2 separate regions of the Arabidopsis thaliana genome follow, and region 2 is linked to region 1. A link is a contact called in public ChIA-PET data. All regions are on one chromosome and are shown on one strand. Each heading gives the region's core, a stretch centred on a gene start, on an enhancer-like site or on the middle of the called end of the contact. The rest is flanking DNA. Distances are from core to core; before and after follow the strand shown.

Region 1 (7,280 bases), core at 2,903-5,402:
GATCCCCTCTTCCATCGGGAATATTGTTAACCTCAAGAAAGTATATGCTGATGGATGTTCAAGTCTGGTGCAACTCCCTTCCTCTATTGGAAATAACACTAATCTCAAGGAATTGCATCTACTGAATTGCTCGAGTTTGATGGAATGCCCTTCTTCTATGTTAAATTTAACTCGTCTCGAAGATTTGAATCTCAGTGGATGCTTAAGTCTGGTGAAGCTCCCCTCTATTGGGAATGTTATTAATCTCCAATCATTGTATCTCAGTGATTGCTCAAGTCTAATGGAACTCCCCTTCACTATTGAGAATGCCACTAATCTCGATACATTGTATCTTGATGGATGCTCGAATCTACTGGAGCTTCCCTCATCTATTTGGAATATCACTAATCTCCAATCATTGTATCTAAACGGATGCTCAAGTCTAAAGGAGCTCCCTTCCTTGGTTGAGAATGCCATTAATCTTCAAAGTTTGTCTCTTATGAAATGTTCAAGTTTGGTAGAGCTCCCTTCCTCCATCTGGAGAATCAGTAATCTCTCATACTTAGATGTCAGTAACTGCTCTAGTTTGCTAGAGCTCAATCTTGTCTCGCACCCCGTGGTTCCAGATTCCCTAATCCTAGATGCAGGAGATTGTGAGTCTCTGGTGCAGAGACTAGATTGCTTCTTTCAAAATCCAAAGATTGTTCTCAACTTCGCTAACTGCTTCAAACTGAATCAAGAAGCAAGAGATCTCATCATCCAGACATCGGCTTGTAGAAATGCGATATTACCAGGTGAAAAAGTGCCTGCATACTTCACGTACCGCGCTACTGGTGATTCTTTAACAGTGAAGTTGAACCAGAAGTATCTTCTTCAATCTTTGAGATTTAAAGCTTGCCTTTTGCTAGTTGAGGGTCAAAACAAATGGCCAAATTGGGGGATGAATCTAGTAACTTCTCGAGAACCAGATGGACACATTGTTCTGTACACACCAAGCAGCCATCTTCAAGGTCCACTTTTAATGGAGAATCTGTATACATTCGAATTTGAACTAGTGGTGACTTCCAGTGAGTTCGTTTTGGAGTTCAGAGCTGATCGTTACAAGTGTGCGGTAAGCGAATGCGGCCTAATCCAACTCTTTTAAATCCCTTTATGTCCATGAGCTTCAGAGGTCAGTGGAGGCTGTTATTTTGCAGTCTTTGAGATTTGAGACAAACACTAGACTGAAGTTAGGGCATGACAAGAGCTGAAATACATTAATGCTATATGATGAAACATTTTCTTTTAAAGTTGGGTCGATTTGACAAGTTTGGTGTGCATGTTGTGTGGTGTCACTTAGTATGATTATCATTACTATATATGTGATGTTGGTAATATGTATAATTTATCAATTAAGTCACAGTATACATCTATGTGTTTATATGTAGATATTACAGCGAAGCTAACATTGTATGAAAAGTATTTGTATATGTTTGTATACGCATATTACTTCATTCCTCGAGTGCATTTTGATCTTGTTGCCAACCTCTGGTCTTCTTTATCTTCTTTAATCCTTGGTCTCTCTATTAGCATATCTTACAATTAAACCTCTATTAACAATGATATTGTCTGCAGAACCATATCGAAATAAAGGATCTTGTAAATCTAAATTGCAGGACCAGTACGAGTCAAAATCCCCGTAAGTGACTTCTTCATTTTCACTTGCACTCTTATTTAGTTTATCGTGACTGGGAAGACAGATGATTTGTACTCAAGCAATGCAGGGAAGAGAAACTGGTTCTTTCACAAATTATTTATCGGGGTTTTGGTTCTATTGATTGTGTGAAGACTCGTTTCGTTTGTAGGAGTTGCAAGCCCTTTTGGAGGGATTTTCCTATAGTCATTAGCAATGGTCAGAACATTCTTGATGCTATACTCAAAACTCCAATGCCAAGCATCAATCAGTAAAAGCTTTTCCCTTCAGCATAGTAAACTCGCACATCGCTCGATGTTTGATTATTTAAAATTACGTAGATAATGTGGTCAAAGGCCTGGATACGATCGGTGGGGTTGTTGAACAAGGACTCATTATTAAAAAAAAACGGTTAGCTTCTACGGAAGTTTTAGATCAAGCGATCGGGATTTGCATGTTTAGTTGCATGTTTAGGAGGGTGGGTGTCTGATCCAGTGTAAGACTACCGTAAGATATTTGTTACGTACATAACCAGCAACATAGCCTAATATATGTTGAGAACCGAATTGCCAGTCAAAACCATTGAGAGCCTCTTTTACAAGTAATACATTCAAGTTCATGGAGCAAGGTTGTAACTCCTACAAGTTCACTATTTCTAAAATCAGTTGCTTTTTCCACGAGAAATCACCAATATGAACTCATCAATTCTCTGAGCTTCACGGAGAAAAACGCTACGACTAGCCGAGGGGTAACTCAATCATGTGGATGTTGCTTTCGTTGTAGATGAAGTGACTCCTACAATCCAGATCGAGAAAATTGTACTTAGCAGATCTTTCTAACAGAGATATTAAAAAAAAAAAATCATCCAATATCATATGCCAACAGAGAGCAAGGGCAAAAAGATGTATCCACAAGTTCTTCCAATATAGCTAATGAACCCTACAACATCTACAGCTTTCCAAAACAAAATTCACGAACAAACCTTAAACAAGGATCATAAAGGTTCTACTAGTTGGGAAGATATTAAACACGTTTAAAAGTGAACTGAGAAGTTCATCATGAGTTATTCATGCTTCTAAAAGTGTAATAAGGGTTTTTCAAACTCATTAGAACAACAGGCAAGAGAGTTTCTGAGTGTAAGTTACAGGATTCACAATGTGATGATTCTAGAATGCTTTATAGTAACAAACCTTTTAAAGTGATCATACTCTTAAGGAAACATAAGAAGAAAAGCAACTGACAACAAAGCACTCATCAACAACCTAGAAACTGTGCAAGCTAAGACAGTCATGAGCAGACTACTACTCACAACACATGCCCAAGCTAATCAAGACAAGTTCAATTCCACACAAATCACACATGGCCAAGCAGACTAGAAATTGCTGATAAATTATAAAGGCTAATTAAGTAGAATTTCTGTGTAAGTTATCAGTTCAAGTTACAAGAAAGTTTTTGTGTAAGTTAAAGGTTTCACAAATAAACTATCAGCAGACTAGTAGAGACTGCAGCTAACTTATGATTTATAAACTTCAGTCACTACACAAGTCCAAGCTAAATCAAAATAAGTTCAATTTCAACCAAATCTCACATCATAGCCAAGCTACACTTACAAGCAACCATCAGCAGATAATAAAGGATAATCAAGTAGTGTTCCAAAACTTGATAAACAGCTACCTAATCAATGTTGCTGATTATGGTGATTTGGCGGAGCAGGTGGCATGCCAGGATGAGGCGGAGCAAACATCGGAGCACCACCGGGGGGAGGCATTCCAGGGCGAGAAGGAGGCGGTCCTTGCATACCATGAGGTGGAGGAGGTCCTCTCATCATACCACCAGGTGGAGGAATCATCATTGGCCTTTGCTGTCCACCATACTGAGGCGGTGGTGGACCAGGATACGGTGGTCTCATACCATAAGGTGGAGGAGGACCTCCTTGACCAGCAAAAGGAGGCTGTGGTGGCATTTGTCCCGGAGGACGAATAATCTGTGGTGGTCTAGAGATCTGAGGCTGCATCATTCCAGGAGCAGGTCCACCAATTCCACGAACAGGACCAGATAAACCAGGCTGAGCTTGAACCAATGGACCAGTAGGTACTCCACGTCCAGCAGCACGACCGATTCCGGGACCAGCCACAGCGGTTACAGATCCAGATTTGGCGCGAGATTCTTCAGGTGGCGGTGGACCTTCGACAGTCATCGAAATCACTTCTTCTCCTCTAAGTAAAACCAAACCAAGCGTACGACGCTCTTCTCTTTCTTCGTTCGTCTTCTTATTACCTTTCGCCGGAGGAAGTTTTCGAAACTCTTCGCAGTCGCCAAGAACAAGATTCATGTGGCGATCGAACGCCATGAATTTTCCGATTAGCTGTCTTCCGTCTTGGATTGTTACTCGCATCCTGTAGTTTATGAACTGAAGCATCTTGGAGCTCTTCGACATCGACATTTTTGCCGGCGACTTGTATACGCCGGAGAATTAAGCGAAGAGTTTTGGCAGTGGAATTGGGGAAGAGGGGGAATTTCTACGGTTTTATTCGAGAAAGAATGAATGACACTTTCCTTCTTGTTGGGCTTTGTTTCAATTTGGGCCTAGTTAGAATGGGTTAGGCTATACATAACATAGGTGTATTGCCTTTTTTTTTTTTTCACCATTTGTCAAATTAATTTATATAGTATAGTTTTGTAAATTTATTATTATTCATTGAAAAAACTTTAATGATTTCTTTTTGTCTAAGAGCGAAAAAATTATTATTATTCTCTTTAAACTTTTATTAAATCGTTGAATCTCCGAGATATTGTACATAGAGTATTGTCTTTAGATTCAAGAGACCATTTTTGCTGTAGAATAAAAAAAAAGGGAGAAACGAACAAAAGATCTACCAACACCGAAGGATTAATATTAACTGGATTTATTGGATTAAACTCTGAATTATTTCGGTTATACATATATCATCTCCTCTCATCGATAGTAAAGTAATAAATATTTCTCATAGAGGTGTGTGGCTGTGGACTATCTTTTAATTTTAGAAACTGCTCACTCAATCAAAATAAGAAACTGCCTGTTATTAAATTACCTAATAAAGATTTGAAAAACGTTTCATAAAGACAAATTCAATTAGTACCACCATAGTTCATTTCTTCCCCTATAAATAAATTTGATCTTAGTATTGTTTATCACTCAACAACAAACACGAGAAAGAATTATATATTGGAATATTTCAAACATTTTTTTTTTTTATTATGGCTATAAAAAACGTGATCTTATTTCTAGCGGTTTTATGCATTGCATTGTCTGTAAATGCCCAATTACCACAATTTCCGGCACTTTTTCCTTTTCCATTTCCATTTCTACCGAGTCCCGGTGTACCAGGATTACCTGATATAACAAAATGTTTATCATCTGTGATAAATATTCCAGGGTGCATCGTAGAGTTTTCGCAATCCATACTCTTAGAAAAGTTCGGCAAGATAGGTTCAGCTTGTTGCAAAGCAATTTTGGAAGCCGAAACCAATTGTATTCCGCAACTTCCGTTCAATCCGTTTTTTCCTCCTATGCTAAAGGAACAATGTTCAAAAACTGTTGGCGGAGCCTCCTACTAAAAATTAGAACTTAGAAACCAATAATGTTAACCTTTGCTTTCTTTTTTTTCTTTTTTTTTTCTTTTACTTTGTTTAAGTTGGAAAATACGATTAGGTTTCCGATTTGTATCAAAATTTTTCAACGATATAATAACATCATTAATAACTGGTCACTTTTTCCTCATTTTTACTTAACAGTTGTCTATAACATTTTTAACTAAATTGCACATTTGGATTAGTATGTTTTTCACATCTCATATCTTGGTTGTTTTTGATTCCTATAAATGATTTACGAAGGAGCTATGCACTAACCAGTGACCTCTCATATAAAAAATTCAATACTAAATATTATGAAAAAACCTATGTTGATCGATGCTAATCTAATCGGCCAATGCGCTCACAAAAGAATGCATTGGCTTGTTACACCTAGATGGCTGCAATAGCAACATCAAAGCCAACAGAAAGAGAGTGTCCGCTCGGACGGCCATATGGACATGGTCATGACCAAATGACAGCCCTACTCATAGATTACCTCCCAGATGGTTCTAACAGATAGGCGTCATCCGCTGCCAAACTACACCTCTCATTTTCCCCACCGCAAGACCCGGCTGGAGAACCAAACCACTTGAGGCAGAATCACAATCTTTGAATCTTCCAAATTATTAGTCACCTTTTACTTTAAATAAAAATTTCACTCATAACATCAAAATGTAGTTCCAACAAAAATCAAAATCCAAGTCCAAATATCTAAAAATGCTAGTTTTGGTCTTATCAAAGAGCTGCCTAAAAGTCTTTATAACCGTCAACAACAGATATGATTTGACACATGCTAGATCGCCTCGGTAATGCAAGGAGATTCTCGAAGGCAACCAAACTTTTCTTACGCATGGGACGGCTCGAATGCACAACAAGTTTCTTGAGAACTACTGAGTTCTCTACAAAGAACCTTGCTATTCCAATTCCAAGAGAGATTATGCCGAATCTGCTGATTTTTATCTCTACAAACTCCAGGGATGATAACAAACACTGAGGCACGGACGAGAAACTTACTGACTTCTGCAAAATACATAAGATTAATGAAAATATATGTAGATTTATTATATAACAAAAACATTTTAAACGAAGATTAATTAAGTTTAACCTCTAGGTTTTTGCAATAAATCACCAAGACCATGGATTTTAGATTCGGAGAGTTATCAAGAAACATCGACAGGTTTATCCCTCGGGACCATGAGATTTTTACTTCCAAACTGGACAGGTTGCAAAACTGGGGTGTTGATTCTTCTCTCAAGAAGTAGAAAGACATGAACTGCTTACATTAAAAAAAAAAAGATAAGAATATGGGTAAGTAAAATTTAGTGATCACATGTATATATATGATTATCATTGACATACCCACATAGCACGGTCAGAGATGATCATATCTCTAACTCTGGAGATACCGATGAAAAAGTTACGGGCCACCTTGTTATGAAAAGCACGTTCAATATAAAAGAGGCCAACAATTTCAATCTTGGCTAAGGAATCCATATTGCTTACGATTTTACTCCGCGATATATCATCTCCGATCTTCAAATATTTTAGTCTAGGTGCATCAATCAAAACTCCAAAGTCTAAGCTATAATACCCATGAAAGCCTCTACGGTGCTCACCATAATCAAAAGCTACAAAAAGACTGGTTAGTGTTTGGGAAAGCACTCGTAAAACCTTTACATTATCATCTACCTTTCTAACAATACTCAGATCTTCAAGAACAGGGCAAGATGAGATAAAGAACTCTAGACACGTCTCATTGGCATAAACATTTTGTTCTAAATGCATAGTCTTGAGACAAGGTAATGAAATAGACTCAACATTACCCAACAATACCCGATGGAGTCTTAAGTAAAAAAGCGTCTGAGTAATATAGAGGGTTAATGGCATCACTTCCAAACACTTTTTCTTCCAAAGAAGACACTCAACATCAAGATGCTTAAGTTTATGGGTAGCCACAAAACCAATCCATCGCGTGACACAAGACTTGTTATCATTCTCATGCTCCTTCCGAATACTT
Region 2 (7,156 bases), core at 2,021-4,520, 35 kb before region 1:
TATGTAGACTGCATGATGACAATATAGCATATATTGATAAACTTATAATTATGATTCTTAGAAGAAGATAAATTTACCAAAAAAATTCAGTTCGAAGAGTACCACATTTTATGTGCTTTTGTTTTCTAAAACTACACAAAACTCTGAAAATATCATAAAAGTTTAGGTTTATAAAATATTCTTCAAAATTAGAATTTGAATGTGTAATTTCCGGAAAATGTTTAGTGTCGATAATAATAAATTATAATTTTTATTGATTTTATAGCTAGTTATCATCGTATATACATAGTTAAAATCGATCTTATAATTTGAAAACTATTTTTTTAATAATGGAATTATTGTTTTCATACCGTCGGCGATGAAGCATACGGCAACGAAGGAGGTGGATAGAGCATTTGTGGCTGCAGTGATGATACATGCATTTTCGGCTGCAGTGGTGACAACTGCGGCATTGGGGGAGGTGTGGCTGCACTCGGCATCTGGGGCAGGGGCGGTGGTGGTGGCGGCGGCACACGCAGCGTCGGTGGATTGTATTGACGACCTCTTTGACTTCTTGATCGTCGTACTATCTGCAACTTCCTTCTTAATTCTATTGATTTACAAATTACAATTATAAATTTTAGTTTTTAAATATGCTTTGTTTGACATAGGTAAAAATTAAAAATTATGAATATTAATATTTTAGATTCAAAATTAATGTTGGATATTCTAAACAATATTTAATTCATGATAGAGCGCAGACTATTTATTATCTATATATATATATATAGAGAGAGAGAGAACAATTTGATATTTCAAAAAACAAATTGACGTTGAGACATAATAAGATATAAACTTTCATTTTATGTTTCATACAATAATAAAAATTTCATCAATGAACATTGAATACAAAGCCAAACTTATGTATATTGTTAAATCGCTAAACAGTAACCAAGCTTATGTTCATGCGAGTGTTAGAAAAAGCCAAGAGGCCTTATGTGTGTTAGTGTGTAAACACTTACGTTGGAGATGTTTGGCGTCAGCGATAGCAACTTGAGATGAGATAAATAAGAGAAGAATAAACAAAGATACGCGAAGAGAAACGAAATTTGATGTCTTTGTAGCCATTAAGCTAGGTTTTCCACTTTCTCAAAACTCCATTATAAGACCTATTTATATACTACATGTAAAATGTGGTACTATGAGTCTGACCGTCTGGGCCTACGGTCCAACGCCTGGACATTTCCATTTTGCCACAAAGTCTAGTCTGGGCCTACCGTCCAATGCCCGGACATTTCCATTTTGCCGCAAAGTCTACCAAACTTTGTGACATTTAATATTTTGTGATTATGTCATACTCCATAATCATGTTTGTTACTATTGGAATCACACTGCACTGTACAGTTCGGTCTCCATTCATATATTTTGTCTTAGTCTTTTTTAACTTCAGCGTCACCAGTGGAGAAATATCAAACACTTAAAAATGGTAGAACAGTTTTAGGCTGAGTTTTAAAATTTTGTGTAGTTAGGAAATGTAAAAATTAATAATGCGTTTGTGGTTTGATGTCAAACATAAAAAAATTTGGAGCTGTAAATTTGATCATGAATATTTAAAAAGAAGTCTAAATTATCTTATTAAACCTTCAAAATCTTGTCAAGTTTTTCTAATTAAAACTAAAATTGTTATAAAAGAAAACTAATCTTAAAAAATTGGTTTGCACGGTGGTTAGCTGCAGATCCATAGGGTCTTAGAGGGCGGTTGAGGAGTTCGGGTTTAAAGGCAATGGATTTGAGCCACCATCCTTTAGATCTGCCTCAATTTAGCATCCATCGAGCCGGATTGAATCGTCGAAACTCAGGTTTTTTGGCTACTTTCGGTTTGGAAGAGAAGGGTTACCGCCCAGTGGATTGGGTTGCTTTTTCAGGATCCGATTTCGTCGATGTGCCTAGTCGGAGCAACTAGCTTTCCGGGAGATCTGTTGTGGGTTGGTGCATCGGAGGGATGGTTTTGATGATGAAAACCGGTCTCTTTCGTTGGAGATTCCCGATCTTCGTTGGTGACCACGAAACGGTAGCTCTTGAGCCCGCCGGATTTAAGGCTCCGGTCCTCTGCTGGCATCTATCAACGAGCAGAGAGCTTTTCTTTTTTTCCGGCAATGTTGTCGATTAACCACTTTTGTAACTGGACTGTTTTTTGTTGTAGGCTTTGGCCCAAGCCCATTTGAGAAGAATTATATTATAATCTTAAGAAAAAAAAAAAAAAAACTAATCTTAAGAAAAATACTATTTCCACCTAAATGAATTATCTCTATATTTAATATCTACGTACCTTATTTGCAAGTGGGCTGAAGACTTCAGTTAGACGAGACGATAGAAATTATTATTTTGTAGTATTTTTTTTATTTATATATATGTAGGAATTGTAGTTTTATCTTTTTTGTGAATGTATACAAAATCGAAAAGACTTGACTAATATATTTTTGGTGTTTAGAAAAAGGCCAAACGCATTCCTCTGTTTGCTATAGGCCATAGCGTCCCTACGATTATTTCTGTGTAAAGATGTGTTTGCTTATTTTTATTAAGAAAGCACATAATATCGGATTTGATTGCTGAATATTTTAAATGAAACACTTGCAAGGTTTTTTAGCAGCCACACTCATATGCCTCCGTCATCATTTTTATCATAGCAAATACGTCATCAACTGCAACCGCTCTCTGCTAAAAGCAGATCAAAATCAGCAACATTCTTTGATGCAACATAATTCCCCAAGAGGATCTGATTTTCGCACTACCAGACCTTACATTGGTCGATTATTGTTATGTGGTGTTCAAGAACATTCAGCGCAAACTTTGTTACCAACTTTAGTCCATGACATCACAACCTGCAAGCAATGAATATCTCTTACTAATGCAACATATCCTCCCATATATAATCCCATGCCATGGATGGTAGCTAATCTCACAACCATGACTCCCACCAATCTCAACAACATTTATTATTCTCATATTATATGTTTCAGGTTATAATTTACATATTCTTTATAAATTTGAAAGACTACAATGCTTCAAAATGAAATGACAAACCAAAGTAATTTTTTTTTTCAGAAAGCGTTTTTTAAACATTAGAAAGAAATAAAAAGGGTTACAACATCATCACTTTACAATTTACATATATAAAAAAACCGTTTTATATTTAATTAAAAAAATTAAATTATTATCTACGTCAATTGTATTTATACATATAATTTTGGTTTGCAAAGACTTTTCGCAGCTTCATAAAGTCAAAGCGCGTTGAATGGAAATGTTCGTCGGCTACTAGGCCCAGTACTACATTTATAGTAGCCATATCTACTACCTATGCTTCATTATCTTATATATGTGTCTTGTAATGGAGTTTTGAGAGAGTCGAGCACTTAAGTAATGGCTACAAAGACATCAAATTTAGGTCATCTTCTTCTGTCTTTGTTTATTCTGCTCTTGTTTATCTTATCTCAAGTTGGAGTCGCCCAGGCCAAACGTCTCCAACGTAACTATTTAACACTACCTCTCTTACTTTTGTATTGAGTTTGTGTGTCTATTAAAAACGAGCTACATTCCACATCCACATATAGTAATACTGTTATAATTTGGTTTGGAGTTTTAGTTTGGTTTTATTCTCAACATCTAAGGTTGCAGAACACATAATGTTTTTCCATGGTATCACGTTATTTTTATGTGGACATCTATTTTATCGAATATAATTATTTATCTTTTATCTAAGTTTGATTTATTGTATTAGTATTGATAGTGTTAAATAGTATTATATCAATGTACTAGACTACCAACCGAATATTTATTTTATTATTTTTTAAATAATAATGTATTACATTGTTAATTTGTTACATTTATTTTTGTCCTTTTTCCTTTCTAATAGCAGCTCTAGCAATTATCATTTCCCTAATTACGTATTTTTTAAAAGTAATTACCTTGTTTATACTCTCTATACATAGTTTTCTGTTGTAGTTTTAATCATATTTATTGTTTGAAGAAATTAATCATACAATTTGTGGTACATACATATTGTTAGAAAGGAACAAATTGCGTTTGGATTGCGTTCCTCTTCCTCCTCCCCCTCCACCTCTCCGTGGCATCGTCAAACCTCCTATCGCTTCGTTTCACTCTGCATCGCCTAAAGATAAAGGCCCATAAGCCATAAGTCATCATAGTGCAGGATAAGAGGTCAAGAGAGTTTTATAAGTATTTTGTTATACAAAACCATGTTGTATCATATTTTTTATTTATAGTTAAGGTTTTTTTTTCGTGTCTACAACACATGTACACACACAATCAGACGTATATCTAGAATAAAATAAAAAAGCTATATCACTACGGGACTACAACTTCTAGTCATGATATCCTTTAACAAAATAACAAGCCTCTAGTCCTTTATTTTTCGGTTTTTAAAAATAAATTTTTGATATTTTTGAACGTTCAATTATCAAGAGTTCAAGACTATACTCCTGAAATCTACTAATTTTTTTGTTTAATTGTTTTAAACATATGTTTGAGGTTATGAATCTTATGATTTACATATGTATTATTTACTAATATATATGAAGGACTACAATGTTCCAAAGGTGAAATGAGAAAGGCAAAGTAAAATATATATGTTTTTATTGTGTTTTGTTGAATAAATGCCTCTAATTTCTTCTGAGTAAGAGGGAAATAAAAAAAGTTAAAACATCACCTCTAAATTACATATATCAAATTGTACACCTTATTTTTTTGGTGTGTTCAAATTATACACCTTATTAATTATTGCAAATACATCAATATTTTACATATGCTTATATATTAAAAGGCATGATTTTGATTAGTAGCTTTGGGCAAACAAATAGGAACCAAAGACCTGAAAATACCAAAATCGAACCGAACCGTTGTTTAAAAATACATGAATGGGTCCTAAGTCTCTCTATCCAAAACAATCTAACCCGAATCTAATACTTTTGGCTATCCGTATGTATCTGACATACAAGTATACACCTAAAAATATTAGTTAAATTTATGCTTATAATACACCAAATACCTAACATAACAATTATAAATCCGAATATATAGATATTTTCGAGTAATTCAGAAATATTTGCGTATATTTGAGTAAAAATAACCAATGTTTTAGCTTTTTTCTGAATATTTTAGTGTATATTTGGTAAAAAAAAGGAACCAATATAGATTTTGGGTAACTATGTGAATGAAGTAAGGTTTCCATACGACAAACCAACAATTAGTGAGGATCAACTATGTGAATGAAGTAATGAACTATTGAAAAAGAAATAATTGATGCTCACTAATTGTTGTTTTGTTACTTCATTCAAATAATTTTTTGTTTTTTTTCACATACCTCGATCTATAAATAAAAGCTAGATTTTTCTATCTTTTCATATGCGTTCAATCATCGTTGATGCTCACTAATTGTTCCAATATAATGGAGATTCGCGAATATAGTTGTGAAGCCATTGATCGATGAAGTATCATATGATAAGTCTATGGTGTGTGATGTAAGCTCCAAAGAAGATACTCGACTTTTTGTCACAAGTTCACAGGTTAAGTTCCTTAGGTAGCGGATGAAAGGTAGTAGGTTAATCAAGGAATAACATTCAAGGGTGTGAAAACCTTTATGATAAGTTCACAAACTTTGCCTCAGGAGATCAGCACAAAAAAATAGATTTAACAGAATATTAGTGAAGGGATTTAACAGAATACTAGTGAAGGGAATCTGTACAACACTAAGTTATTCCAAGAGAAAAAAGGAGAAACTTGAATCAATAAACTAAACTTTCCTTTTTATTTAAAAGATGCGTACGTACAAATGAAAGGAGAAGCGATGGAGCTTTTCAAGGATCTACAAATGGCTTATCCTCTAACAATCACACACGTGAGGCAGTACACATGTAACAAGTGAGAGAGGGATACTTGTTAGCTTCCTAGAGGATCTTGTACCTTAACTGGAATCAAACGGAGTTCTTGGTACGCTAAGTTAAGCCAGCTGCATTTTTTTCAGACCTCCTAAATGCTTCAGAATATCTGTAACACTTTTTTCCTTCTTACAACGAGTATCTGTAACACTTAAGCATATTCTTGACATTCTTTTTTGGTATCTATATGTGTCGTTTCATGTAAACTGCTGACGGTGGTGGGTAAAAGGACGGCAATGGAGGAGCACTCCTAATACGAGCTCTTCGACCATACTGTTATCATCTTTCTTCTCCATTCTATTTAATTTATAGTTAAATTAATGACTAAAAAAAAAATTATTTTCACTTTTCATAGATATCATTACTTTAATTTCAGAGAAATATATGGCTAACTTATTAAACATTTATATGGCATAATGTTACTGAATCTAATTCACAATGGGATGAGCATAGTCCAATATATATTACCTGAACTGAGCCAAACAAAAACCATATAATAAGACAAATCCATAATAAAATAAAAAGATTTTAACATTTTATTTTTTTCATCAAAACTAATGAATTTATTTATATCTTGCTTTCAAAAAAAGAAAAAAAAAAACACAGAAAACAAAATAATCAAGTTAAATATATAAATTCTAAATATCTTATTTATAAGTATATTTCGGAAACACATAGCGAAAGCTAGATCCCACTGAATAATATTTTTTCCAGTTACTAACTAATGCAAAATGAAATTAAACTAAAACAATAGAAATAAACTTTCTAAAAACAAATGTAAAAAAAAAAAAAAAATGTAAAAATATTATTAAAACTACCAAAACCAAAATCGAAACGATGTCCAACTAGACTAATCAAATGAGTTTTGGTATCTCATTGATTTTTAATTTCAGTAAACCAAAAACAAAAAAAAATGAACCTAACGAAAACTCAAATTATGAAAATGGACAAAATAATTAATATCCTAAAACTAGCAAAATAGTCACCCTATATTGGTACTCCGGAAGGATCATATTTGCACCTTTTTTAAAAAAAACTTTTTGCTAGCACTCGATTTAAGAATATTAGGATAGGTCTCAAGAGTCAAGACTAACCTGATGATGGGCGTAATTCTTGTGAAGACGTAAGAGCACAATTAGAGCATGAGGGCAAAAGAACCACTAGAAGCAAGAGCAAAAGTCTCAAATTCAAAGGACCCTTCTTTGTCATCTCTCTTACTCACT

What was found. ChIA-PET counts read pairs in DNA pulled down with a chosen protein or histone mark.
Region 2: an H3K4me3 ChIA-PET map of shoot shows a contact between it and region 1, with 11 read pairs. The contact joins the promoter of AT5G44568 here to the promoter of AT5G44500 in region 1. A contact is called at or near these places in 2 of 26 Hi-C or Micro-C datasets (shoot and vegetative nucleus) and 1 of 2 datasets of contacts at active chromatin or transcription factors (shoot).

What each region holds. Positions count from the first base shown.
Region 1 is chr5:17,924,319-17,931,598 of TAIR10.1, reverse strand. It overlaps AT5G44500 (Small nuclear ribonucleoprotein family protein), which reads right to left and starts at 4,152. Exons shown (of 2, transcript NM_123817.4): 1 at 3,326-4,152; 2 at 1,764-2,446. The coding sequence starts at 4,094. The coding sequence ends at 3,330. AT5G44495 (ECA1 gametogenesis related family protein) reads left to right here and starts at 4,889. Exons shown (of 1, transcript NM_001085240.2): 1 at 4,889-5,297. The coding sequence starts at 4,889. The coding sequence ends at 5,248. It overlaps AT5G44490 (FBD, F-box, Skp2-like and Leucine Rich Repeat domains containing protein), which reads right to left. Exons shown (of 3, transcript NM_001344551.1): 1 at 6,623-7,280; 2 at 6,369-6,536; 3 at 5,892-6,283. The coding sequence ends at 6,011. TAO1 (target of AVRB operation1) reads left to right here. Exons shown (of 7, transcript NM_001344552.1): 4 at 1-1,090; 5 at 1,270-1,317; 6 at 1,635-1,657; 7 at 1,807-2,041. The coding sequence ends at 1,858.
Region 2 is chr5:17,958,390-17,965,545 of TAIR10.1, reverse strand. It overlaps AT5G44568, which reads left to right and starts at 3,270. Exons shown (of 2, transcript NM_001085241.2): 1 at 3,270-3,505; 2 at 4,046-4,527. The coding sequence starts at 3,400. The coding sequence ends at 4,167. It overlaps AT5G44566, which reads left to right and starts at 1,763. Exons shown (of 1, transcript NM_001344563.1): 1 at 1,763-1,942. The coding sequence starts at 1,763. The coding sequence ends at 1,942. It overlaps AT5G44570, which reads right to left and starts at 1,130. Exons shown (of 4, transcript NM_001161289.2): 1 at 1,002-1,130; 2 at 351-569; 3 at 1-8. The coding sequence starts at 1,107. AT5G06585 (a long non-coding RNA gene) reads right to left here and starts at 7,095. Exons shown (of 1, transcript NR_142930.1): 1 at 6,896-7,095. It also overlaps AT5G00585 and AT5G44569.